Regions from separate parts of the Mus musculus genome. Here region 1 is linked to region 2. The links are chromatin contacts, called in public Hi-C maps. All regions are on one chromosome and are shown on one strand. Each heading gives the region's core, a stretch centred on a gene start, on an enhancer-like site or on the middle of the called end of the contact. The rest is flanking DNA. Distances are from core to core; before and after follow the strand shown. Region 1 has its middle 47 kb from the start of Gm15083. Region 2 overlaps Atp2b2 (ATPase, Ca++ transporting, plasma membrane 2).

What was found. Hi-C and Micro-C count contacts between places; a contact is called where the count stands out from the background.
Region 1: a contact with region 2 is called in a Hi-C map of liver, with 1.6 times the contacts expected there. The contact joins two enhancer-like sites. A contact is called at or near these places in 2 of 15 datasets of contacts at CTCF or cohesin (embryonic stem cells and pro-B cells), 12 of 484 Hi-C or Micro-C datasets (B cells, Sertoli cells, cerebellum and 7 more), 2 of 115 datasets of contacts at active chromatin or transcription factors (astrocytes and embryonic stem cells) and 1 of 9 other capture datasets (embryonic stem cells).

What each region holds. Positions count from the first base shown.
Region 1 is chr6:113,956,504-113,959,203 of GRCm38.p6, reverse strand. It overlaps a transcript of Atp2b2 not described here. Among named protein-coding and RNA genes, the nearest start is that of Gm15083, 47 kb to the left of the region's middle. Within about 2 kb of position 1,438, at least 13 of the 459 cell types and tissues checked have an H3K27ac peak or open chromatin away from gene starts, as enhancers often do. A contact at or near this core is called in liver, where this site is marked.
Region 2 is chr6:113,827,252-113,829,951 of GRCm38.p6, reverse strand. All of the region lies in intron 2 of Atp2b2 (ATPase, Ca++ transporting, plasma membrane 2), which reads left to right. Among named protein-coding and RNA genes, the nearest start is that of Atp2b2, 63 kb to the left of the region's middle. Within about 2 kb of position 1,336, at least 13 of the 459 cell types and tissues checked have an H3K27ac peak or open chromatin away from gene starts, as enhancers often do. A contact at or near this core is called in liver, where this site is marked.

The DNA of each region.
Region 1 (2,700 bases), core at 189-2,688, 130 kb before region 2:
GTGTGGGGAAGCACCTTAGGCGAGCTGAAGCACAGACTTAAACTACTGCAGCCAGGAAGGTACATTGCTTGGAGTCACCCACTCGGGATGCCAAATGCTAGAGAGAAATGTGGAATGTAGGTACCCCCCAAGCCAGTATTGTCACCACGAGCAATTAGGCTGGGCCTAGAGGAAGCAGGGTTGAGATGGAGGGCACAGGGTTGGCTTTTCTATGCACCATTTGGATCTATTGCTAGGAAGGTCAAGGACTCCCCAGGCACCTGGCTGAATGCTATGGAAAGTTCCAGGAGAAAAACCCTTCATTAGAGGGCGCTCTTTTCTTATCACATCTTTAATGCTCAACCATCAACCACTGCTACTCAAAGCATGGCCCCAAATGCAACCCTCCCAGCCACACTGGGGCAAGGACTGGGCCTCCTTGCAAAGGCCTCAAGTCTTATATACTGTATGCTCTTTATCCTCAAGTGGGTTTTGAGAGTAGGTGAAAGAGAGCCAAGGGGAAGAAGGAAGGGGGCAAGAAGCGCTTGCTTGCTTGCTTGATGAAGAAGTGACCTTGCTGGGAGCAGCACTGGGAACGAGGACTCTGACTCTGCCCACCCCTGTACTGCCAGCTGCAGCCAGATGTCTGCTAAAAGAAGGCACAGCTGCTGGGCTTTGTATATTATCGTTAAATGCTCATGAATCATCTGCTGCAAGCCGAGCACAGCTCCAGGGCTAGCTCCAGCAATCTGAGGGACACCATTCCCATTAAATGGTACATAGACGGTGCTGGCACACCTATGTCACGTAGTGCTGATTCTGTTCCTTATGCCTCTGCACCCCATACCGCCACAAAGGCCACCCCGAACCTCCAGATGGGTCTGGCTTGTAGGGTTGTCCCTGCTTCTTTCTCTCACCGCATTCATTTCAGCCTGGTCCTCTTTGGTCACACTACACCATAGACCTTTCCCTAAATCGATGGGCTCCACCCCTTTTCAAAACATTGCAGTTGCTGTTCCTCGCTTCACCAACATGCTCCCAAATTTGTACAGCTGACTCATGTACCCTGTCCCTCTGTCAAGTCAAAGGTTGCTTCTTCCCTGTCTCCCTCAGATGCACAGCCCTCTGTCCCACTGTATTATTTTCTGCAACATGCATAAAACCTGAGCAGTGATCTCAGATCAAGCAGCCAGCTTATTCATTTCCATATTCATTGTCTCCCTGCTGGGACGCTTACCCTGGGAGCAATGACTCTACTTCTATCATGCTTACCCTGTGTTTGCAGCACAGGCCGGAAACAGGTGTCCCTGTGTGGTGGCTGAGAGAGGTGCCCAATCCCTCCCTGAGACCCCTCTTTGAAGAGGATCAAACAGAGAGGTGGCTGTCAGTCCTGGCTCTGGGTCCATACCTGCAATGTGCCTGCTTCCTGGCTCTGGAAGCTCAAGGTAGCATCTGCAACAGCTCTGGTCAAGAGTCCAGGTCCCAGGGAAGGCAATGACCTCAAACTGAGAATTCCTCCCCCTGGACAGAACACTGCTGCCTCGGAATGGAGAAGGTATTTTTAAATGTTCTCGCGAGTGCCAAAGTATGTCTTGTTAAAAATAAGGTCTGTGCGCATTGAGATGCCGCTCAGGTTCGCCTGCCGCCGCAGTGTTTAAATTAACCACATCGTGCGCCCAGCGAATTCCGAGCGACGTGTGAATCATTCGGGGTGAAAAAGTTGGGAGCTGATATTTGCTGAGGTCGTTAGGTATTTACCCAGCACACCCCTCCCCAGAACTGCTCTGTGCCAGCTCTGTAAATATCAAGGCTTTCCTTCCCCCTATGCATGCACGCAGCCCTGCCCACCTTCCCCATTTCAGAGCTCAGGAAATCCAGGGTCAAGAGTTCAATGGCTTGGCCAACTTCTGATGACCGGTGCCCTTAAAGGGGAGTTTCAGTGGCATTTTGGTCACAGCAAAGACCCTGCTCAGTCAGTCCTTCCTTTTCTTCACCTAACATGGGTCCTCTCCTAGCGGGGATCACGGGTGGTCCTTTGAGGAAAATTTTTTTTGATTCCTGGCAGTGCCAGAGAAGAATCTCCCATGTGTATCCTCACGGGCAGCCTTTGTGACCCACAAATGTCACTTTCAGAGTGTCCATCTGCAGTCTCTGAGTCCCCAGTTGTGGGCAGCTATCACAGCTGGCTCTCACTCCTGCCCTGCCCCCATTACCCAGGTATCAGCATCCCAGCTCCCCAGTCCCTGCCCACCCAGCTGGCTAAGCAGTCCCTGCCCACCCAGCTGGCTATCTGTTCCTGGGGACTCAGCTTGGATTCCACCTGGTCCAGGAGCCCCATTTACCCACTTCCCAAGATGTCCCCAGGTCGTAGCTGCTGTGTTTACTTTCAGTTTGCAGCTGGAGTTGGCTCTGGGCCACAAGGCCTGATGCTGGCTGCTGGAAACGTGACCTTGGGCAAGCCCAGCACCTTGGAGCCTCATCCATGACATCTATGACATGGGTGAGGTGACATGACATCTATGGCATGGGTGAGGTGACATGACATCTATGGCATGCGTGAGGTGACTCTTTCAGAGCTACTGTAGGGTTCTCCATGGGAGGGTGGAGGCTCTCAGTTCACAAGTGTGAGACAGAGATCAGGAAGTTTTCCCTGTGGAGAATCAGGATAGTGAGTGTTTTTAGATGAATGCTGGACGCAGGAGTACCAGAGCACATGTAAAG
Region 2 (2,700 bases), core at 87-2,586:
CACTGATATGCCAGGGTCAGGAATCTACCTGCAAACTTCTGCTGTCCCTTACTTGAGACCATGTGGTGGACAGAGGCCATCAGGAGACCTGGGTAGGAAGGGAACCTATAAGGAAAGGGAAATACTGCCCCCCCCTTCCAGGAACAACAAAATAGACACTGGCCTCTTACCAGCAGCTCACACATGTAGGAGGGAGACACCACCACTCACCCCATTTGGTGGAGGAGGAAATTGAGGCACAGAGAGATTGACTGACTTGTCCAGGTCACATGATTGTGGGAAGAAAACCTAGGCCTGAATAAATGAGAACCCATGGTCTTGATCTGTCATGAGAGGCGAAGGGCATCCACAGGACTCTTCCCACCTTGGAGGCACAGGAGTCCAGCTCAGCAACCTGACACCCTTCACTTTCTCCTAAACACACTTAGGGCCAGATGTGAGCAGGTAGGCGGGGCTGGCAGATATGTGATCTGTCAATGAGACTGAGGTATCATTTGCCCTGCACACCCAGTGTGCTAGATGTCTGTGGATTCTAAGGGTGCATGTGGCTGTGTTCGGGTTCCCGGGTCTACTTCTTGGGTTTGTCACTGTGTGAGCGCAATAATCTTCATAGTCTTTGTACATCAAAGAGTTCAGGAGAATAATCTTGCTGTGGCCCACCACCCCATTAGAGGGCCTCTGAGCTGGCCTGAGCTGGCAGAGGTGCACCCCAGCTGCCCCCTTATTAGCCTTGGGTCACAAAGGGAGGCTGGGCAATATCTGGGCTTGGCTGTGGTAGGAGGCAGAAGGCTTCCTCTTAAAAGAGGGGCAGGACTCCAGTGGCCCAGAGGACTAAGCAAGGAAATGGGCTTGGGTGGTGTAGGACCAGGCTGCTAATCTGTCTCTCTCAGGATGCTAATCTGTCTCTCTCATGTTCCTACTTTGGGGCTGATGTTTGATCCTGAGCTTGGAGCTCCTCTGCTGTTCCACACCCACTCAGGCTTGTCCAAAGTGTGCTAACAAGCCCATTGGCAGCAGCCAGGCTTCAGGTCATTAATGAAGAACATGCAGCTGTGTGGGGCCTGATAGAGGCCTCACGTGGGTGGCACAGGACAGCTTGGGGAAGGCAGGACAAGCCCTTTACCGCAGTGGCTGCTGTCTGTGTTGCCAGCATCTTCCCAACGAGGAGACCAAGGCACTGTGTGCCACAGTCACACCCTAACAAGTAGCAGAAGCCAGATAGGAGCCTAAGCCTGCTGGCTCCAGCTCGGTTCCCTCAGCCTCAGGTTGGTCCCAGCTCTCCAGGTCACACAGCCCTTCCAGACCTCCGGGAAAACATGCCGCCTCAGTCCTGAACTTTCAACTTTGTCCCTGAACTTGACAGGCATGGTGACCCTCTGTATGACACGCTTTCAGGTCGTGATGGTTTAATGATGTGACGACTGAGAAAGAATTACCTCTAGTAGATGTGGCACCATTCGGCATGAGGTTTAAGGGCACTGACCTGGCTCCTTTGTGGAAATAAACAAACTCAAGCCATAAGCATGGGTGCTGAGGCCGGTGGACACCTACTGTGCTCTAGATTATTTGGAAACTGGCTTTGATGCCAGAGGCAATCCCCTGGCCAAGTGTGTGCATATCTACCGATGAGGTTTAGCCTTCTGAAACCTCTTTTAAAGCTCATCCATGCATTTCTTGAGCACCTACTGTGTGCTGAGCAGAGCTCTAGGCGCAGCAGTTCATGCAATCATCAGTGTGCCTGTGTTCACAGGACTTGCATGTGTGCATGGGTGGCAGGAAAAAGCCAAGGAACCGAGCAGTGTGGGAGCTTGCCCAGGGTTCTGGAGGCTCTAGCGGCTGCGGGCAGAAAGCTACACTGGGAAACAGCACAGGGAGGTGTCTGAGCACAGGAGAGGGAGGCAGTAGAAGCTGGAGGATGGACAGGAGAGGGTGGGCAAAGGCTGAGATAGGGTCTATCTAGGGCATGGAACTGGAGGGCAGTGGGCAGGGAGTGGAGGCCATGCGAGGATTAGAGGCTGTCCTCTTAGGTATGGGACATTTCTGGGGGTGGATGGGAAGTGCAGCATGCTTGTTTTGGCCAAAAGCCTGCAAAGTGAGTTCTAAACTGTCAGTCTCACAGGGAAGGAAAAGCTGAGGTCTAAGGGGAGACGTTGCTTGCCCAGTGAGATGCGGCATGGCCAGTATCTTAGCGCAGACCTGGGCTAAGTAAGCTCCTCGCACTGCCTTCTCACTGTTGTCTGCTCACCTTGAGGATGTCCCTGGCTCCATCCAGGCTTCTGCCATCATGCTCTACACCTGACTGTCCTGGCACTCTGTTCTGTCATTTTGTTTCATGGCTGGGCCCCGGGCTGAACATAACTTGGTAGAATGTGATTTGAAGGTTTGTTCGGAACATCATGTCTCCCATACAATTGCAAGGAGCTACATTCTTGGTTGCTAGGCAGCCAGGTGCAACCCAGTGCAGGGGGTTGGGGAGGGGTGAGTGACTCAGCCTAAGCATCCACCCTTCTTTGCTAGTGTGCCTCAAGAGACAACCCCTCCCAGACAAGCAAGGAAAACCCCGGGCCAAAATGGATGCAAGCGGAAAGGGCTAACAGTTCAAATCAAACAGAACAGCTTCTGCCCACAGAGGAAAACTGAGCCAAGGGTCTCCTTTAGAAATAATAGGAAAAGCTCTTCATGGCCAACACAGTGAACCAT